Regions from separate parts of the Sus scrofa genome. Here region 2 is linked to region 1. The links are chromatin contacts, called in public Hi-C maps. All regions are on one chromosome and are shown on one strand. The core of a region is the stretch at or near the end of the contact, and the rest is flanking DNA. Distances in the headings are between cores, read along the strand shown. Region 1 has its middle 22 kb from the start of DDX25. Region 2 has its middle 26 kb from the start of RPUSD4.

The links. A called contact is a pair of places that touch in the nucleus more often than the background predicts.
Region 2: a Hi-C map of omental adipose tissue shows a contact between it and region 1, with 2.3 times the contacts expected there. The contact joins two enhancer-like sites. A contact is called at or near these places in 3 of 5 promoter capture datasets (fetal liver, fetal skeletal muscle and liver), 31 of 47 Hi-C or Micro-C datasets (adipose tissue, alveolar macrophages, blood and 17 more) and 1 of 2 datasets of contacts at active chromatin or transcription factors (skeletal muscle).

The regions. Positions count from the first base shown.
Region 1 is chr9:53,048,621-53,054,883 of Sscrofa11.1, reverse strand. No RefSeq gene overlaps it. Among named protein-coding and RNA genes, the nearest start is that of DDX25, 22 kb to the right of the region's middle. Within about 2 kb of position 2,848, at least 9 of the 83 cell types and tissues checked have an H3K27ac peak or open chromatin away from gene starts, as enhancers often do. A contact at or near this core is called in adipose tissue and omental adipose tissue, where this site is marked.
Region 2 is chr9:53,280,222-53,286,484 of Sscrofa11.1, reverse strand. No RefSeq gene overlaps it. Among named protein-coding and RNA genes, the nearest start is that of RPUSD4, 26 kb to the left of the region's middle. Within about 2 kb of position 3,799, at least 11 of the 83 cell types and tissues checked have an H3K27ac peak or open chromatin away from gene starts, as enhancers often do. A contact at or near this core is called in adipose tissue and omental adipose tissue, where this site is marked.

The sequences.
Region 1 (6,263 bases), core at 1,599-4,098:
CTGAAGCATATGGAAATTCCCAGGCTAGGGGTTGAATCTGAGCTGCAGCTGCCAGCCTAGACCACAGCCGCATCAACTTAAGATCCAAGCTGCATATGTGGCCTACACTGCAGCTTTTGGCAACGCCAGATCCTTAACCCACTGAGTGAGGCCAGGGATCAAATCTGCATCCTCATGGATACCAGTCAGGTTCTTAACCCACTGAGCCACAACGAGAACTCCAGGACTTTATTATTTATAGCAATATCAGTAGTCAGAGTATTGTAGTTTCTTGCTCCAGTTTCCAGAGGGCAACATGAAGAGCGCCAGATGATAGCTGCTTGTATGTACGTGCAGTGGGTTGCAATATAAGACCAGAGCCCTGAGTTTAGGGAACCTGAATCTTATAACGAGCAGGAAGCATGCTGTCCTTTGCTCTGGAGGAAGACAATTATTCTATCTGCCAAGGTTGTTGACTACACAAAGGTCCTGGAACAGTGTCCAGAAAGAAGGCATTCAGTGTCTCTGCTTGCCAAGTGTGAGGATGTGCAAGACCTGCGGAGAACAGTCTCCCAGCATAATGTGGATATTGAACATTTCCGTCATTGTAGAAAGTTCTGTTGGATAGAGCTGTTCTAAACAATGGGAGCTAGCTGCTTTGCCAGGTCCTCTTATCACTTCTGAATTCTGACCCAAGGAGTTGCTGAGAAATGAGCCAACACTGGCTCTTTGTATTCTTAGGTCTAAGTTTCAAGGTGTTTTCCTTGATGCAGATGTCCATTCACACCACACTCATCTTTCCTGATGGTCTAACGCTATTGACCCAGAGCTTTCATAAGCTCTGTGGTCCTGGGGACCACATGGTGAGAATCCATGAGTGGTGGGGGCAAAGGCGACCCAATTGGGACACTCCTGAGGGGTCCAACACTCTAGTGTAATGATTCCTGAACTTCAGAAGGTGTCAGAATCACCCAGAGGGTTTGAGAAAAAAGCTTGTGAGCCCCATTTCTGGGGTTTCTGAGGCAAGAGGTCTGTGGTAGGAGTTGAGAATTTGGATTTATAGAAGTTTTCAGGTGATGCTGATGCTGCCAATCTGGGGACCACACCTAGAATCAGGACTCTGGTATCATGAGAGCCTGTTGGGCAGGTGATAACTGTTACCTTGCAAATACTTATCCTTAATGAAAGAAAAATATAACTAATTTGGTGTGCTAATTTTGCACATCAAATTAGTTATATTTTTAAGTAAAAAGAACCGATTTAAGGATATATACATGTAAATGGTATGGAGATTGGCAAAGGTGAATGCAAAGATGATTGAAGTTTGGCCAGTATTGGAGTTCCCTACATGGCACAGCGGAAACGAATCCAACTAGGAACCATGAAGTTGTGGGTTCGATCCCTGGCCTCGCTCAGTGGGTTAAGGATCCAGCATTGCTGTAAGCTGTGGTGTAGGTGGCAGACGAGGCTCGGATCCCATGTGGCTGTAGTGTACGCTGGCAGCTGTAGCTCCGATTCGCCCCCTAGCCTGGGAACCTCCATATGCCGAGGGTACGGCCCTAAAAAAGACAAAAGACCGAAAAAAAAAAAAAAAAGTTTAGATAGTGCCGATGAAGGGGAAGGGCAAAGAACAAGGATTCAGACAGGCCTGCAGTACAATCCCAGAACTGCTGCAGGATGGAAACCTCTACCTCTCACCTTCCGCATTTATCAAATGGCATCTTAAGTTTCCTTGGGAGTTTCCCAGAACTAGTGAGGATTGATTTACTCCCTCCCTTTCCCAGAAGGCAGGCACAACCCCCACCCTTAGGCTGCTTACAGTCTAGGCATCTAGGAGATATGCTCTGTCACCTTTAAATGTTAAGAAATTGTTAGGAGTTATTATAGTCCTGAGTCCCTCACCCCAAGACAGAAACCATCCCACACTCTGTCTGCAGCCCGGGCCTCTGGAAGGAGGAACAAACCCTAGCCTAGCGGAGAGTGGACCGCCTCTCCTGGATGGCAGGCCCAGATCCTGAGCCTCCAGCTTGCCAGCTTCCCTCTGCTCAGGGCTGTGGGGCACAGGCCTTCTCTTTGGGGCAGCTGTTTCTAATCACGTTGCCTCAGGTTAATAGCACAGGTGTTCCATGAATCCTGAGCCTGAATCCACATGAGAACGATAGACCTGGGCCTGATCCAGAAAAGCCACCCAAGACAGAATCCATATTCCTTTTTCAGGGGGAGCAAGGCCCTGTCTTTTTCTTTTTTTTTTTTTTTTTTTTTTTTAGGGCCGCTCTTGCAACATATAGAAGTTCCCAGGCTAAGGGTCAAATTGGAGCTGCAGTGGCTGGCCTACACCACAGTCACAACAATGCAGGAGCCGAGGCGCATCCGCAGCTTATACCGCATCTTGCAGAAACGGATCACTAACCCACTGAGCAAGACCAGGGATCAAACCCATATCCTCATGGATACAAGTCAGATTCTTTAGCACTGAACTACAATGGAAACTCCAAGGCCCTGTTTTAATGGGCCTGGTTTCATTAAGTGGTGGTAGGGCAGCAAGAAAGAAAAAACTATGACAAAATGACCAATATTCTTGTGACCATTGGCCTCTCCAGAGAAGGCCCCTTCAAGGAGCTCAGGCCAAACCAATTGGTGAGAGGCAGCCTTTTAAACGATCCCCTGTGTTCATGCTTTGGGCTGGGCCCTCCAGGCTCCAAGCGGGGTTTCCATCCTACCACCAATTCCACGGGTCTTTCTGCTCCCTGGCCTCCTCGTTTTAATGATCTCAGACAGACATAAAAACGGCTGAGCTCAGCACAAGCCATTGAGACAGGAACGTTGCCTCAGGGTCCCTGTGGACCCCAGCTGGGTACCACGCCACCCTCGGTTCCATTTTGACGGGATAAAGTGAACTCATTTATTCGGTTGTTTTAAGTGAGCTCACACTAGGCAGTGCCAGAGAACAGAGACATAAATCTTTCCCAGCACGCGGAGTCACTGCCAAACACCTTGGATAAAACTTTCTGCCTGTTCGAGACAGTTTCCACCCACCCCCCACCCCAAAAAAGGAGGAGGGAAAAAGTACTAAAAATCGAAGGGAGTCAGGGGAGGGTGTTAGCAGATTCTGGGAATGACAAACTTGTCAACGCTTTGGCCTAATAAAAATTCTTCCAGTAAGAAAGGCAAACTTTTAACTCAGAGATTTTTCTGAGCGCTTTTGGGGGATGGGGGAGGGAGGGGGAGGGCATCCTGATCACCTGGCCTGGCTGTGGTTAACCCCAAAGGGGAACCAGGGATTTTTCTACATCCATAAAGGCTGCATCTGCATGAGAGGTGGGCGGTTTGTCACACTTGACTCTCTGGGCTCTGGCTACACCTCAAATGCTTCTAAACTAGAGCAAACTCATGCAGGCTGTTGGAAAAGATTTTGAAAACCTCCCAGCCAGAGAGAAATCTTACCTCAGGAGTGCAGTCACTCAGGGAAGGGGACAACGAGCGCTGTGGCCCAGCCAGCCCTGTGTGGCTGCGGGACCAAGAACTGCTTTTGTTTTTCCTTCACTGAGAGAGTTCTTTAGAGTGTGGATTCTTTGCAAATACTCAAAAGCGGCAACCATGTAGAAGAAAGTCACTCTCAATCTCACCATCCCTATAATGTGTCAAATGGTTTTATTTCCAAGTTTCTTGTCTCCCACATACTTTTAAAGCATAATTGTGACCAGGACTCCAGGCACTGCCCCCCTCACCCCCACCTTCTACTTCCCCTTCTTTTTAGGTCAAGAAGTTCCACCAGATCTGTGTTCTAGAACTTCGCTACACAAATGTGCTCTTCAGACTAAGGGCATCACTGCCACCCAGATCTATGACTAAGAGCCACAGCTTTGCACGCTCCCTGGTGGTTTCTGTTCACATTCGAGCCTCTGAGAGGGTGTTCTGAACAGATGGACCAGGACAAAACTCTTCTGTGAACTGGGGCAACACAAAATTCCTTCTTCTTTCTTCTTCCTGGAGGGATGGGACAGGGATGTGGGGAGGAGGCGCTGGGCTGGGTGCAGGATGAGTTAGGAAGGATCTCTGCTTTCCTGCACCCCACCTCCTCTGCCCCCACGAAGAGGGATTTCAAAGCTGGAAGGGACCTTGGGGATGAGGCCATGGCAGGAGGATGGCTTTGTCTGGCACAGAATGAGCTAGAAATACTCTAGGTGGGGCTAGAACCCAGGTCTCCGACCCCATGGGCCCATTGCTCGTTCCTCACCTGAATGTGCTCTGGCAGACAAGTAGGCAGGTGGGCATGTGTGGCCCAAGCCAAGCCAGAGACACCCAGAGAGACCCCTCACTCCCACCCCTCCACCTCGTGGTCACAGCCCCCTGGCCCAGGCTATCCATGCCCATTTCCTTGTGTCTTGGTTCCAAGTGCGCCTCCTGACTCTTTTGTGACAGGAAAGTACTACCATATGATTCAATACTGTAAAGAAATCAATTCTTCACAAATTAATGTATGGAGTGACTAAATTATTACTGCCACATGGATGCAGATAAAAATTCAGAGGGGTTTTTGGAAGTTGAGAAAATGGATCTAAAATTAATCTTAAAGAATAAAACCGGGAAGGATTATTTTTAAAAAATTAGAATTAAAATAGCCAAGAGGAGGATCAAGTTCTTAAATTAAAATATTATATAATGATAATATTTAAAATGGTAGCACTGGGACAAGAATGAGCTGGAATTAAGTAAGTACTCAGAATCCTATTCTATGTGTGTAGGTTGTAGAAGTTCAATATGATAAAGAAGATAGCAGAAGAAAATGGAAAAAGAAAGATTTCTCAAGACGTGGTATTGGAATTAGTCAATAGCTTTTTTTAAAAAAGGGAAAATGTAACCAACTTGATATACCTCACACTAGAATAAATTTCAGAATGAAAGTCAAATATCTCTGTTAAAGATAAAATCACAATAATTAATAATCAAGAGTAAAATTGAACGTTTCCTAGAGCAGAGCTAACATTCTAGAAACAGCAGACAAACCTACAAAATTATTGATATATTTCACTACAAAAAGTTAGGTAAATTTGTGTGTAAAAGCCATAGTACAGATAAAAAGGGCAAACTAGGAAATTAGATGTTCACTACGAAGTATCTTTATTTGGAAAAAATCAATTTGTCTGTATATTTCACAGAACGTCATAAGGATGATATTAAGATCTCATAAAAAGGGCAAAAGACACCACAGATGTTTTTCGAGCCATGAACCATACATCAAAAATAAATGAATTAATAAATAAAATAAAATTTCAACTTCATACTGAGAAAACTATAAACCAGAAAAAGTTACCAAGCAATTTTAAAAGGGAATCACTTGCTGGATAGGTGAGGTGAAATCAGTGGGGTAATATAAACTGGGGTAGTCATGGCCTTTGGAAGGAATTTGACACTACCTATCAAAAGCCATAAAAATGCTATTTTCTGACCTAATACTCAAACATAACATCTCTAAGGATAAATCAAAATATTGGGCAAGAAGATTTGCTGCAGCATTATCTTTAATGTTGAAAAATTGGACACCACATAAGTGTTCAGCCAGCATAGTAATATGCATTGTGTTTTATTCACATGATAGGATAATCTGGTCTATTATTATTATTATTATTATTGGTGTTTTTTTGTTTGTTTGTTTGTTTTTTTGTCTTTTTAGGGCCGCATGAAGGTTTCCAGACTAGGGATTTAATCGGAGCTGTAGCCGCCGGCCTACACCACAGCCACAGCAACGCCAGATCTGAGCCATGTCTGCAACATACACCACAGCTCACGGCAACGCCAGATCCCTGACCGCTGAGCGAGGCCAGGGATAGAACCCGCAACCTCATGGTTCCTAGTCAGATTCGTTTCTACTTTGACACAATGGGAACTCCTGGTCTATTATTATTATTATTATTATTATTATAATGTCTTTTTAGTGTTGCGCTCATGGCATATGGAGGTTCCCAGGCTAGGGGTCTAATTGGAGCTGCAGCCGCCAGCCTACACCACAGCCACAGCAATGCCAGATCCAAGCCACATCTATGACCTACACCACAGCTCATGGCTACACCAGATCCTTAACCCACTGAGTGAAGCCAGGGATGGAGCCTGTGTCCTCATGGATGCCAGTTGACTTCGTTAACCACTGAGCCACGATGGGAACTCCATGGTCTATTATTATTATTATTCCAAAGACCAGGTAGCAACATGAAAAAACCCTGGAATATTTCAAATAAGAGGACATGATAACATATATGCACTATGATTAACTACAAATAAACACA
Region 2 (6,263 bases), core at 2,550-5,049, 230 kb before region 1:
CAGACAGTGTACTAAGTGTTTTACATAATCCTGCAGGGTAGATGGCATTATCTTAAATATTTCAAAAATGAGACAGAGATTAATTAACTTGCCCAAGAGGACACAGAACTGAGATTTGAAAGTGTTTATGCCTCCGAGAACTCTGTTGTTAAGCAGATACTATCCCATTGCCTTTTTGCATCTATGTAAAGGTGGCCATTAACATTGAGATACCCAGTGTGCAGGGACCAAGAGGTCATTGTCTTATTGCATTCTAAACAGGGTCCCAGGCCCAGGTCTGGACTCTGTGACTGAATACAGCCCTATGGGGCAAGGACACTTGTCTGGTTCCTGGTTGTTTCCCCAGTGCCGAGCGCAGGCCTGGTTCGTGCTTAATAAATACTTGTCAAATGGGTAGTAAATACTGTAAAAAAGAAAAAAATAGAAAGGATTGTTGATACAAAGTGTAAGATGCCCGCTTCTACATTGGATGGCCCTTCATGAAACAAAAGGGTTTTTTCCTTTCTCTTTTGGGTGGAGGAAGTGTGTTTGGCTGAAAAGGAGAGGCTTGGGGAGGGGGGTTCCTGTGTGTGCCATGGCTGTAGGGATAGAAGGAAGTGCCCTTTTCCTCTGGCCTGTCACCTTCCTGCCTGCATCCACCAGGGCAGGTTTCAATGGGACCTACTGCACCCAGGGCCACACTTCTGGAGAGTGTGTTTTCCAGGGCTGCCCACGCCAAGAGGCCCAGGCTCTGCAGTGCCCATGCCCAGTGAGATGCATTGGCAGCTTGAGCATAACTTTGCCAGTGCTTCATTCAAAAGTTACTTTTCAAGGGAGGGAATGGACTGGACTGAGAGTTTGGGGTTGGTAGACGCAAACTATTACATTTAGAATAGGTAATCAATGAGGTCCTGCTGTACAGCACAGGGAACGATATCCAGTCTCTTGGGATAGACCATGATGGAAGATAATCTAAGAAGGGGAGTACACGCACACACACACACACACACACACACACACACACACACACACACACACACGTGTGTGTGTGTGTATGTAACAGTGGGTCACTTTGTTGTACAGCAGAAATTGGCACAACATAATGTGCCAATTTATAGTAAACCAATTATACTCTAAAGATTTTTTTAAAAATTACTTTTCAAAAAGAATCATTGCTGGAGCACCTACTATTTGCCGGCACTAGCTGTATAAAGTGAGGGGTCTGGGATGGTAAAAAGCAGAAAGCACAGGGAGCTGGCAAAGGGTAGAAAAGATATATGAGGAGGTGGGATTTTTCAGCCTGGACAGGAGAGAGAAGGCTGCTGGCAGCTGGGGCTCCAGAGGAAAGTCACTTCTGCCTTCACAGAGATCTGTAGGGAGAAGCCTGGGTGCTCCTCGCTGAGGACAGATGATGCAGGAGGCCAGGTCCTGGTGTCCCAGCTTTGAGAGGAGGCAACATCCCCCAAGCTGAGGACTTCACAGCTGCATACAAGAAGGCTGCCCAACCTTCCTGCCAGGGAACGTGGCCTTGGGATGATGGGGGAGGAAGACATGGCCACTGCTCCTTTCGGCAAGGGGACGATTAAATGTCTTACAAACCAGGATAGTTGTGAGAAGGAAAGGTGACACTCAAAAATCACACCCCACCCCCACTTAAACCAAGACTGTCCCCAGGCGATCAGGGTTGGGGTCACCCCACTTATGGCTGCAGAGTTGGCCACGCAGGAAGCCAGGCAACCTGGTTCCCAATTATTGGCATGAGCAAGTGGCAGCAGCAGAATGTGGGGTAGCGTCCTCCCCAGGAAGCCACACAGGACAGGTAGGAGGGGGGCCGGGGGAAGGCAGAAGGGTCCCAGAGGGGAAAGGGCTAGGCGGGGCTCTGAGCTGGGTTTCCAGGCTGTGATCAGAGCGCCAGGCTGTGGTCAGAGTGCTGCTCGCTAGGGAGTTGTGGCCAACCAACACCACACCGAAGAGGGAGCAGTGAGTAAACAGACCGGGGAGTGGAATTGGCCCTATTGGCCCTGGGGGGATGGGCTGTGTGGATCTACTCCTCCCCGCAACCATGGGACTGCCAGAGAGCAAGAGGAGGTGTAAAGAGGCTTCCAGACACACTTCCCCACCCTCCTACCTCCAGTTAGCCTGAGTGAGAGCAGTGATTCCTTTCTGTTGCCTGGACCCTTGGGAGAATCTGATGAAAGCTGCAGGAAAATGCACAAGTGCCTTCCTATATACCATTTTGCAATTTTAGGGGATTCATGGACCCCAAGTTAAAAATCTCTATTCTAGGAAATGGTGTGCTCCCCCCACCCTCTAACAGCTTTATTGAGAATTCACAATACCTTAAAGTCCACCCAAAGTGTCCAATTCAATGGTTTTTAGTATATCCAATTAATTTTAGAATATTTTCAGCACTGGGAAAAGAAAGCCCTGACACTCGGCAGTCATCAATCCCAATTTCCCTCTTCTCCCCAGACCTAGACAATCACTAATCTAGGTTCTGTCTCTGTAGATTGGATATTTCATATAAATGGAATCATATAATATGTGGTCCCTTTTGACTGGTTTCTTTCACTTAGCATCATGTTTTTTCAGGTTCATTCTGTTTTACATTTTTAAAATTGCTAAATAATACTCCATTGCATAGATATACCAAATTTTGTTTATTTGTTTTTCAGTTGATAGACATTTGGGATATTTCCTTTTTTTTTTTTTTTTTTTGCCACTCCTGCAGCATGGAGAAGTTCCTGGGCCAGGGATTGCCATAGCAGCAACCTGAGCCACTGCAGTGAAACCTCAAGATCCTTAACCTGCTATACCACAGGGGAATCCCACGTTTTGCTTTTTATGACCAATGCTTCTCTGAATACTTGTGGACATATTGCATGGACATGTGTTTTCATTTTTCTTAGGTGTATACCCAGGAGTGGAATTGCTGAGTCATATACGTTTTGCCTTTGAGGAACCCGCAGTTTTTCAAAGCGGCTGTACCATTTTATATTCCTGCCAGAAGTGTATGATGGTTCCAATTTCTCCACCTCCTCACCAACACTTCTTATTATTTGTCTTTTTGATTCTAGACATCCTAGTGGCTGCAGAGTGCTCTCATTGTGTGTGTGTTTTATTTTTAAGGCCGCACTTGTGGCATATGGAAATTCCCAGGCTAGGGGTCAAATTGGAGCTGCTGACCTATGCCACAGCCACAGCCACGCCAGATCCGAGCCCCATCTGCGACCTACACCACTTTGCTCAGCTGAGGATTGAATCTGCATCCCTGCCATTGCACCTTCTTTATCTAAAGCTTTCACTGGTCTTCACCTTGACCTAGAGGCCCGAGGAAAACAACAGGATGGTTTTGAAGGGACATCTCACTAATTTCCCTGGGTTCTCCATTCTCTTAGGAAGAAGAAGAGTAGAAATTGAGGGGGTGAGAGATGTCAGCTGTTGGGCTCTGAGATTCTGGTTAAATTGGTAAGCTTGCCAGTTTTCTTCCTCAGAAATTAGAATTAGATGGAAGAAACCTTAGAACTACAGAAGCTGAACAATCTCATTGCATAGATAAAGAAACCAAGGCCCAGAGAGGTGAACAGTCTCACCCGGGGTCACACAGTCAGCTGGTACAGGCTGACCTAAAACCCAATGCTCTTTTCATATCACTTCCATGTGTCCCTACCCCCTGAATAGGGTAGGTTATAGCCATGAGAGCCAGGACATTTTATTGCTGTGGATGTGACCATAGCCAGAGGGACTTCCCATACTCGGGTGAAGCTGGCTGGGAACAAATATGGGAGTGCCTGGGATGGGAGGCGTCTCCCTACCCTCCCTGGAGGCGGTGAGTGCTGGGAGCCCAGCAGCACGAGGCATCTTGTTCTTATTTTCTTGGCTGGGCGGTCCTGGCAACAGCTCTTTGTTTCCTGTAAGAGAATGAGTTTTCATCTCTGAGCTTAGCCTCTCTTAAGATGGGGTGGGCGTTGGGACAGAAAAACAGAATCCCCCAAAGTAGAGTCCCTTCTCCTGCCCTGGGGCACTCTGCCGGGCTGGCAGTAGCAGTTGAAAGCAAGGGAGCCCTGTCTGGGTGCGATCTGGGCAGAGATCCGAGAGGCTGGAGGCAGAGACAGAGCAGGCTGCTCCTCTAAGGCGTTTGTCCAGCCTGGGCTCATACTAGAGAGCCCAGGTCTCTCCTCTTCCATTCAAGACTAGCTGGAAGCTAAAATCATTTCCCATCCCAGCCATGCCCCATATTGGATCTCATTTCAGATAACCTCTTCTGGGGGGCCTCTTTGATCCCTCAAGTCTGGATTAGAGGCTCTCCTGGGCCTGTGTACCCATCAGGCCCTGTGCTGCCCCCATTTCTAGTTTTGTTCACTAGTGCAGTTGCCTGCTTGCCTGTCTGCATCCGCCCAGTGCCCAGACCGTGATGGGGCGGCATCCTGTAAGCAAATGACATTGGCGGGATTTGGGAGGGAGATGTGGATCCCGCTCTGGTTACAGCTGAGGCCAGAAGCCTCATTTGGTCCCATGAGGCCCCAGGAGCTGGGATGGTCCTTTGGAAGAAGCCCAGAGGTGGCCTTTGTTTCCCACAGCAGGCCACTCCCTAGGGGGATGTCAGACCTTGGGCGAGGCAGCTGCCAGTGAGGGACGGGGCATGACCGCAACCACTAGCTCTGGCATTCCCAGTACCTGGGGGATGAGTCTGTTGTCCTTGAAGAGGGGACCTGAGCCAAGCCCCACTGTATCACCTTGAAGATAGAAACTTTTTTTTTTTTTCTTTTATGGCTGTCCCTGTGGCGTATGGAAGTTCCCGGGCCAGAAATTGAATTAGAGCCAGAGCTATGCAACACTGGATCCTTAACCCACTGTGCCAGGACCAGGCTGGGATGGAACTGGCACCTGCACAGAGACAAGCTGGATCATTACCCACTGTGCCACAGTGGAAACTCCCAAGATGGAGACTTTTTGATTGCCATGGTAACATATAGCACATTGCCTGACACTTAAGAGGCATTTCATAACTACTTGAAAGGGTCAATGAAACATAGTATTTTAGGGGCTTTTTCTTCTCTGGCAAAAAATGCCAGGTCCTTCAAACATTTCTCATGTGACATGGTTTTCAGTGCTTGCCCTGTTCTAGCTTCTGTCACCTTGAGTCTATCTCTCTTAAAATGAGACACTCAGAACTTTCAGCAGTTCTCCAGGGAGGTTTGACACAAAAAGGTAAGCTGCGTTGTCACATTGCCAGGTCCAGATGCTACTTTTCTAGAATGCAGCTGCAGAAAACTCAGCCTCCTGTTGTGTCTCTAACTTACCAGAATCCAGAATTTTTTCTTCCCAAATATGTTTTGCTGGCTTCCCTGTCTTACCCTTATAAAGCTGTGTGTGCCTGAGTGTGTGTGTGTGTGTGTGTGTGTGTGAAAGGGAGGGAGGGAGAGAGAGATTAAGAGCAGGACCTTGCCTTTATTCTTCTTCTTATTATTATTTTTTGTCTTTTTAGGGCCATACCCGGGGCTTATGGAGGTTCCCAGGCTAAGGGTCGAATTGAAACTACAGCTTCCAGCTTACACCACAGCCATAGCAATGCAGGATCCGAGCTGCTTCTGCATCCTACACCATAGGTCATGGCAACACCAGATCCTTAACCCACTGGGCGAGGTCAGGGATCAAACCTGCATCCTCATGGATATTAGTCACATTCGTTTCCACTGAGCCACCACAGGAACTCCGTATTCTTAATTAAATTTTGTCTTGACTGAAATGCGCTATAGGTCCAACCTATTGAGATTTGGAATTTTTTTTTGACCAAGAAGTTTTCAGTTGCTTTCAGGCTTATTTCTGTCTGACTTTTTATCTAAAATGGCCATACATACTGTCTACCCAGCATATGCCAGGAGGAATCTAATCACTCTACATGGATTTTTTTTATCCCCTTTAATATTCACAACAACCTATGAGATAAATACTTTTTATTGGCTTCATTTATAGCTAAAGAAACAGGATTAGAGAGATAATTCAGTTCCCCAGGGTTACAAGAGTTGACGGATTGTGGGGCAGGACTGTGAGCCCATCTCTCTGACTCCACCACATGCTCTTGAGCACCACAGTATAGAACCCCTATGTTTGGAGTTCCCTCTGTGGCTCAGTGGTAACAAACGTGACTGGATATCCATGAGAATGTGCCTTAGGGAGATGGGGGTGTCACTGGCCTGAGAATAAAGCATCCTGGGAGTTACCACCTAAACTCCACGTCTGCATGTGGCTCTTCTCTGATCAAAGCATCAAAATGAGGCCAG